Regions from separate parts of the Hordeum vulgare genome. Here all the other regions are linked to region 1. Evidence: chromatin contacts called from public Hi-C data. All regions are on one chromosome and are shown on one strand. Each heading gives the region's core, a stretch centred on a gene start, on an enhancer-like site or on the middle of the called end of the contact. The rest is flanking DNA. Distances are from core to core; before and after follow the strand shown.

Region 1 (2,700 bases), core at 199-2,698:
AGGAAGTATAATCTGCATATTTTATTGCAGAAATAACTAATAGGATTACAAGCAATAAATGTACTCTCATCATAATAAACTTAAATATTTATTATGAGGTGCCGTAGTTCTATCCATGGCGGGGGCTGGTGGTGCGGGGCAAGGAGGTGGTGGAGGTAGCCGCGGCTGTGCGCGAGCTCGACGAGGTCGGGGATGTGCTCGCTTGTGTGTTGCGAGACGGAGTGGGGGGCAGCTCGGAAGGTGGGTTGCGGATGCGAGATTTACTCGCCACGGATGGGGGCAACACTCAAGTTTCGAGGGAGATTTACTAGGAAAGGATTAAGCCATGCTATTTAATGGGATCGAATGAAAATATAAGCGGTTGGATTAAATGAGAACCAACGGCACATGACGAGTCTGACGAAATAATCCCAGCAGACTACTGACACAAAGCGTTTCCCATACTTAAATATTTGTCATCCCCGGCATGTGGCTTGGTTGAGGTCTCAGGTCTTAGATGTTAGGTTTGGCTGCGAGGTATGTTTGGTATTAGGCCCACACTATCAACATATCTTCATCAACTGTATAGAAGTAGCGACATATGTTGTCTAGAAGGTGGCTTCTGTCTTACTGATGTATTACTTTGTAAAGTCTTTGTGAATAATTAATAAAATGGATGCATACATTGCTCAGAGGCGGAGGTCTTCCTCCTTTTATGAAAAAATTAAGAAAAAACTAGTCATTAAAAGAAACCAGTACAAGTTTCGAAACGACAAATAGTATGATACAGAGAAAGTATAATCTGCATGTTTTGTTGCGGAAATAACTAATAGGATTACAAGTAGTAAATGTACTCTCATCATAATAAACTTGTCTGAAATTAAACTTCATAAAATTTGATTGACTTTACAAAAAATATATCAACAATGATAATATAAAATCAATATTAAGATGAATCATGAATTAAATTTTCATACTGTATAACGTTATTATGGTAGATATTGACATTTTTTTAAATATAAATCTGAGTACTACAATAAGAAAACTCTGGGTTAAACATATCTAATTAATTAGCAACGCAGCATGTCGACAAGAGCAGAACAGCACATAATGGTGCACAACATAAACTTTGTTGAACTGAAAGAGTCTGCGGCTTTCAAATGGAATGATACTACAGCCTAAAATAAGTGAGAGAATAAACGAATCATCCAAAGGGAAAAAAGAAAAGAGGAGATAATAAAGAAGAAAAAATGGTTGGGTACAGAGCAAGGAGAGGAGGAGGAGTAGTGGGGCAGCAATACTTTTAAAAAGCTCACCACACCACACCCTACGGGAGACCTTTAAAAAATAAAAGAATTACTGGACCTGTGAGTGAGTGAGATGTGTTGGATGGGCATCTTGGCCAGCTAGGATGGTTGAGGGATCCAAGCTTTCTCCTACCCTCCCCCTCCTATCTCAAACTCAAAACGAAAGCAGTGCAGTCAAAGCTGGCATTTCTCCTCCCACCCTCATTTGCCATCATATTCCCCTTGCCCATCCCCAATTTCTCCCCCTTCCCAACCAATTCAAACCGAGATAACATTATAAAATACTCCACACACACACAGGGTGTTAGATTTGGGAGAGGGGTCCGTATATATAGCCTCCTCTCTCTCATCTTGCATTCTCGCCTAGCCATTCCTCTCCTCTCCGTCTCTTCTCTTCCGGTGTCCAGCATCCCCTGTCCCAGGGGGTCGATCCGAGCTTTGGTTGGGTGGGCTCGCCGGTTCATGCGCGTGAGGCAATGGCGGTATGTTCGCCTCCTTCTGCTCCGGAGAAGAAGAGGAAGTGGCTCCTCAGCAACAGGAAGGTTCGGTGCTTTCCCTTGCCTGCTCACAGCTGCGATCTGAGATATCACCACTCCGCATTCTTTTCTTTGGTTTGGTGTTCTTCAGCCGCCCAGTTCTTGCCACGCCAATGGCTCGTCTGTGCAAGAACTGTTTGCTTTCTCTGTACGGCACAAGTGCCAAGAACATTTGGTCCTTTGACTCGACAGGTTGTTTGGTCCAAAATCCACATCACAGGACAACTTGTTTGAGCTTAAGAACTGTATGCTTCTTTCGAGCATGGCGTCCCTGTTGTTCTTGTTTTTTCCCCAAGATCGAGCCACTTGATCTGGGCGCACTGTCCGCTCTGCGCTGCTCCTCGGTTTTCTTTCTTGTTTTGTCCCCCCAAAAATTTATTCATTTTTGCTGTCTCGAATCGGTCCATCTTTCTCTGTTTGTGCAAGAATCCAACTTCGGCTGGCAAAAATCTCATGCTCATTTCGGTATATATGCGCAGGTGATCGACAGGTACCTTCGGGAGGCGCGGGCGATTCTCGCGACGGCGCCGGAATCCGGGGGCGGTGACGCCGTGGCGGCGCTCGGCCTCATCGACGCGGCGCTGGAGCTGTCGCCGAGGATGGAGGCCGCGCTGGAGCTGCGGGCGCGAGCGCTCCTCGCCCTGCGTCGTTACCGCGAGGTCGCGGAGATGCTCCGTGACTACATCCCCAGCTGCGGCAAGTCCTGCTCCGGCGAGGATGCCTCCTCCTCGTCGTCCTTGTCCTCTTCCAGCTCCGGTGACCTTGGCACGATCTCCCGTGCCAAGCTCCTCTCTCCCGACCGTCACCGCTCGGACGCGGCCGAGACCGACACAGGGGCCGCTCGCTCCTTCCGCTGCTTCGATGTCTCCGAGCTCAAA
Region 2 (2,700 bases), core at 23-2,522, 160 kb before region 1:
ACGATGCCATGACGCCGCGGTTGCCGGCACCGACCCAAAGTCAGGGCTGGGCTTTCGCCCGGAGCTTCATCACGCCTCCGAATCTGAAGAGATCCGAAGCACTGCACAACACACTATCCCCTGGTCTTCGTCCACCCGCTCCACCTCATGATGTGGCGTCAATGGCCTGCCCGCGATCAAGCCCCTCCGACATAGCCCGGCGCCACGCCACCTTCGCCCCGCACGGCGCGCACGAACCTCTGGCCAGCACCAGTTCCACCGGGGCGAGCAAATCCACCCCACGCAAAAGGGGATCGAGGTCCAGCGCGCACCCACCGAGACGCAGTACCCATGCCACATCCCAACCATGGCGCCCCTAGCCCTGAGCCCCCAGCAACAGCACCACCGCGCGCCGGCGGTGACTGGCCTCCGCCGCCCGCAACGCGCGAGCAAACCCCGCACCGACCCGAACAGATCGCCCCCGAAACGCGTCAGATCCACGGGGACAAGCCGCGCCAGATCCACATCGTGCGATGCCCGGGAGAACCTTCACCGAGCAGACGCACCTCCACACGACCGAGCCGGCCAGGAGCGGCACGGGGCGTGAGAAAAATATCGCGACTCTCTAGTGGTGGACGTGGTGGAAGTAAAGAGTACAATTGTTTGGGAGCCATGTAAAATCATTAAACGAATTTTTTTCATAATAATTTACTCAACTTGTACAATAAAATCATGCAAAGTGTAGAAGACTCGTTTCTGTTATCTGCACAAGCCAATACTTTGGTCATATTTTGTAATCAAATATTGGCAAATTTCCCATCAAAGGATAAAAAAAATCAGTACAAAAGGTTTATCTTATTAATTAGAAATATGGGGTTAATTAGAGAAAAAGCAGGCGAAAACCATGGGGGTCGAATGGAGTCGTCACATGTTTTTACGTGTTTATACTGATTTTAACATAAAAAAATCAATCCCACACAACGCCAGTTTTTGTCAAAACTGAGGTTGCAACGAGCTAGCTGGCTCTATTCTCGACCTTAATTAGCTAGCCGTGTAGGTGCTTAACAGCTCGGATTAATGAATGGCTGGAAATGATACGGCTTGTTTAGTGGTTGCTTCAGCGGTTGAGCCTCAAGTCATGATGGCTCGATTCCACCGTCTGAACAAACAACAACAATGATTCGCCCGCGATTAATTTGCCACTCCTATCAGCGGCGGTATATGTATAATCGTGATGGCGATGGTGGTACTGCTCCCTACTACAATGATCACTACCTGTATGTCAAGAACCAATCACGATTACAAGGTTTATACATTGTGGTGATGGTGATGGTGATGGCGATGGCGGTACTACTTCCTAGTGCTAGTAGTACATGATTACGACCTGTATTTCGTAAACTAATCATGGTTACAAACACGGATCTGAGGTTTCCTCTCAGTCAGCCGCCTTGCAACACGTCGCCAGTTTCAATCATGCGGTTGACAAAAAGGAAAAGCTAATTGATGCATGTATACGCGGCTACCACTCTCCATGGACAAGTAAAGGAACATGTGCCACAATATATATGAAGCAAAAATGAGTGCTGGTGGTAGTGGTTATGTAGTTGTATAGGTTTCGTGCATGCTTTATTCGACAAAATACTCCATATAGCTTTTTGAGGGAATAGCTTGTAAACTAAGAGCGCGACAATAATTATAGAACGAAGGGAGAAGTATTTTTAAGGAAAATGGCAAAAATTGAAGGGGCAAATACGTGCCAAAACGTCTGCAGTCATCAATCCGTGTCGTGATCCAGAAACTTGTTGTCACTTATATTGAATGAAAAATAGATGAAAAGTAGTTATGTTGTGAATACGAGGCAATATATTTGAACAAATACTTTGTGTATCCATTCTTATGTGTGCCTTTTCTGTACGTTATTTTCTTCTTTCCGTCGTGTTTTATGTTATTTTTTATTCATATCCATTATTCATGTTCATTTTCGTCTTCCTTCCTCGATGTGATGATGGATGTGGATGTAGGCCCGTCGACAAAGGAGGCCGAGGTGGGCGACCGCACAGGCCCCCCAAATAACTGGATACGTATAATGTAAACACATTTTGCCTAACCAGCCATAATCTAACAGCCAGCCGGCCGACTAAACGTACCCAACAGCCTGCTAAGCAAATCGTCACGAGGCCTGCTTAAGTGCTTATCCATGATACATGTATGGATCGATCGCTAAGACTTGTGGGTTCCGCCAATTGATCAGAGGCGGTTTGCTGCCTTCCGCCATTGCCTAGGACGCCGTCCGGCTGCTTTCAGCGTTTTTCCGACAGTCACCCAAAGCAGAGTCTGATGCCTTCCGCCATCGGCGATTGCCCACGACCTGGCTGGCCTTAAGTATCACCGTTTTCTATGTAATTTTATCCCTTTTCTTCATCAATAGTACCTGATTAAGTTTGATCTCTCTGACCTAGGTTAGGAGGAGCCGAGTAGGACGAGATTATTTGTTCTTGGGTTAGATATCGGTTACAAATTTATTTGTCCAAAGTGCTAGGATAGGAGTAGCTAGGACGAAATTAAGTTTGTTCTTGATCAGTTGTATACATATTTTTATATTTTAGATACATTAGTTCTTCTCTAATCAGAACTTGTTGAAATTTGGGCCCAATTTTGATTTTCGTCCCAGGGCCCCCAATTTCTGGAGACGGCCCTGTGTGGATGCATTCTTGTCTTTCT
Region 3 (2,700 bases), core at 160-2,659, 230 kb after region 1:
AAAGGAAAGCTTTTACAGGACTGGAGGAAGTATACAATCAATCTTTATATTGCTCAGATCATCCCATAGAGCTGTTTTAAATTTCTGGATTGTACAGCAAATTCTCTACTAACTCTAATAGAAAGCAAATGTTTAGACCTTGTTTCCATTTCCAAAGCAGGCATGGTAGACTTTGAAATACATAATTTGTTTTTATTATGCATGGATTATTTCTGTGCATAAAAGATAAAGCAAAGAGTAGAGAAGGAATATAAATGGATCTTTTCGGGTTCAGAAACAAGCTGATTCTTCAAATACTCCCATTTGTTTTAGTTATAGACCAATAATGCCGGGCACTAGCTTTAACATTGGTCAACCTAGGATTTGCTAATCACAGATGTGCATGTGGACCCATTAATTCCCTATAAAGCATGTACTGGATCATATTCAGATACAATTGGATTGATATCTAATAACCTTGCTTATTTGCCTTCACTCAAGGAGATGCCTTTGGCATACACGAGTACAACAGAAACTGACAAACGACAACGCACACAATTCAATTACATGTGTAACATCAATGAGCAGTAAGCAACATTAGGAAACAAAATTAATTGCATCCGGAATTCAAATTGAAAAGGAGCACAAATTAACCTTCTGTGCGCCATAAACCGCAGCGTAAGGCCCTCCATACTGCCCGACAGCACCCTGTGCCGCATTGCCGCCAAACTGACGGCCATCAGTGCCACCAGCTGCAGCAGTAGATGCCGCATACCCACCGCTACCAGGCTGCCAAAACCCAACCAAAATGGCGCAAGTGTTTGCACGCATATATCAGAACCTTGCAACATTAGATAGGGTTTGCCGATCAAAGCATCAGATGAGTTTTCCAGAGCGGCTTACAATTTTGCCGTACGGTTGCTGCGCACCATACTGCGGCGGCTGGCCGTAGGGATTGGGCCCTTTCTTCGGAAACATTGCAGATGTGACCGCCTCAGATCCTGTGGATCACAAGACCCGACCGAAACACCGCGCGGAAGCAAGCCAACACAGACGGCCGGCGCAGCTGCACACAAGCTTCTGCAGGGAAAAATATATCCTATCAATTACATATGCGGCGGAAAATTCATCAGTAATCAATCCAGGACAACCACGCACGCGGGCATGACCGGGACGGACCAGGCGATTTAGTTGCTGACAAATACAGAAAAGGTGAAACCCATGGACTTCTAGGGCTTACCTGTGGAGCGTGGACGAGGAGGCTATGCGTTGGGATGCTGAGATAGTCTTCGAAAGAGATTGGGCTCAGCAGAAGACAACGTCGGCAGCGGCGCCGTGGTGAACGGCGGGATCGGCGGCGGTGGAGGACGAAGAGAAGGGGTTGGGAAACTGGGGTTCAGGCTAGTTGTACATCGGTCTGAACGAAGGATGTGCAAGCGCAGCGTAACTGCCAAAGATATCCTAGCAGGAATTCTGTTGGGCCGCGTTGAGTGCCCGATGATAGTTTGGGCTGGACATGGAACGAGACTTGGCCCATCCGAGTATAACAACGGCCTTGCAGCCTACTGATTCATATGGACAGCCTAAAAATATTAGTACTTATCAATATGGGTCTCCCTTGGAAGTGATCGCAGAAAATTCTTGCAGAACTCATTTGTGAAGAACAATCAGCTTTTTTCCATGTCGTTTGATTACTATACTGACAACATTATATATGTCGAATGTCTCATCGTGGATCACGTCGTCAAGCCACCCGGTCGCTCTCTCTAGTTGAGAAGGTTGGCAATGTTGATAGAGGCTCAAATAGAAATGCTAATGGTTTTTATCTATGGATATGGAGGAGGTATTGTCCCTTAGGATGGCCTTTTTTGAATAAAACCATTAGGATGGCTTCTTTGACATCCCATCAAGTTCAACCAGGTTCCTAATGAAATAGTTTAGTAGCAACGATTGGTATGCACACGAGGAAGCTTAGATGATTCTAGCGTTCATCAAGGCGGATAACAAGAATATAGACAATCATATTATCATCTGGAACAGTTCCACACCGGTTGATACAAGTAAGACTCCCATCCAGCCAAGTCGCTTCTTCTACAAAGTTTGTCAAGACGCCTTCAAAGCAGAGCGATGTTGTAGTTATCAAGAGATGTTAGACATGGCGTAAATTAAATTCCCCCCTTCAATGTTGTGGGTTGCTTTACGGCTGAACTTGATGATTTATGAGATGCCTTTGAATTTGTACAATATATAGGCATTTTATTGCCTTGCTTATGTTGTATTGTTGAGGATTCCAATATAAATTTTTGTGTTGTTTCCACTAACCTTATTGCAGCCAAGAATAAAGACCCAATTTCAGGTACTCCAGTTTTATCTATTAAAATAGGAGATCATAATTGTTATGGGCTATGTGATTTGGGATTCAGTGCTAGTGCTATTCCTTTTTTCACTTTATCAAGAGATTATGAATGAGATTCTACCATGTGAAATTGAAGAAGTTGATGTTACTATTCATCTCGCAAACAAAGAAACTATCTCTCCTATTGGAATTGTATGAGATGTTGAAGTTCTATGTGGAAAGGTAAAGTATCCTATCGACTTTCTAGTACTTGGTTCAGTACAAGATAGTTTTTGCCCTATTATCTTTGGTAGGCCTTTTCTCAAAACTTGTGGAGCTATTATAGATTGGAGGAAAGGAAAAGTATCTGTTGAATTTAATGGTGA

The links. A called contact is a pair of places that touch in the nucleus more often than the background predicts.
Region 2: a Hi-C map of seedling shows a contact between it and region 1, with 3 times the contacts expected there. The contact joins the enhancer-like site here to the promoter of LOC123448843 in region 1. A contact is called at or near these places in 4 of 6 Hi-C or Micro-C datasets (leaf and seedling) and 1 of 1 datasets of contacts at active chromatin or transcription factors (embryo).
Region 3: a Hi-C map of leaf shows a contact between it and region 1, with 2.7 times the contacts expected there. The contact joins the promoter of LOC123448844 here to the promoter of LOC123448843 in region 1. A contact is called at or near these places in 4 of 6 Hi-C or Micro-C datasets (leaf and seedling) and 1 of 1 datasets of contacts at active chromatin or transcription factors (embryo).

What each region holds. Positions count from the first base shown.
Region 1 is chr4H:433,521,045-433,523,744 of MorexV3_pseudomolecules_assembly, forward strand. LOC123448843 reads left to right here and starts at 1,449. Exons shown (of 2, transcript XM_045125866.1): 1 at 1,449-1,828; 2 at 2,302-2,700. The coding sequence starts at 1,763.
Region 2 is chr4H:433,356,414-433,359,113 of MorexV3_pseudomolecules_assembly, forward strand. No RefSeq gene overlaps it. Among protein-coding and RNA genes, the nearest start is that of LOC123450587, 130 kb to the left of the region's middle. Within about 2 kb of position 1,273, at least 3 of the 3 cell types and tissues checked have open chromatin away from gene starts, as enhancers often do. A contact at or near this core is called in leaf and seedling, where this site is marked.
Region 3 is chr4H:433,746,976-433,749,675 of MorexV3_pseudomolecules_assembly, forward strand. LOC123448844 (protein SHORT ROOT IN SALT MEDIUM 1-like) reads right to left here and starts at 1,410. Exons shown (of 22, transcript XM_045125867.1): 1 at 1,220-1,410; 2 at 883-1,059; 3 at 634-768. The coding sequence starts at 957.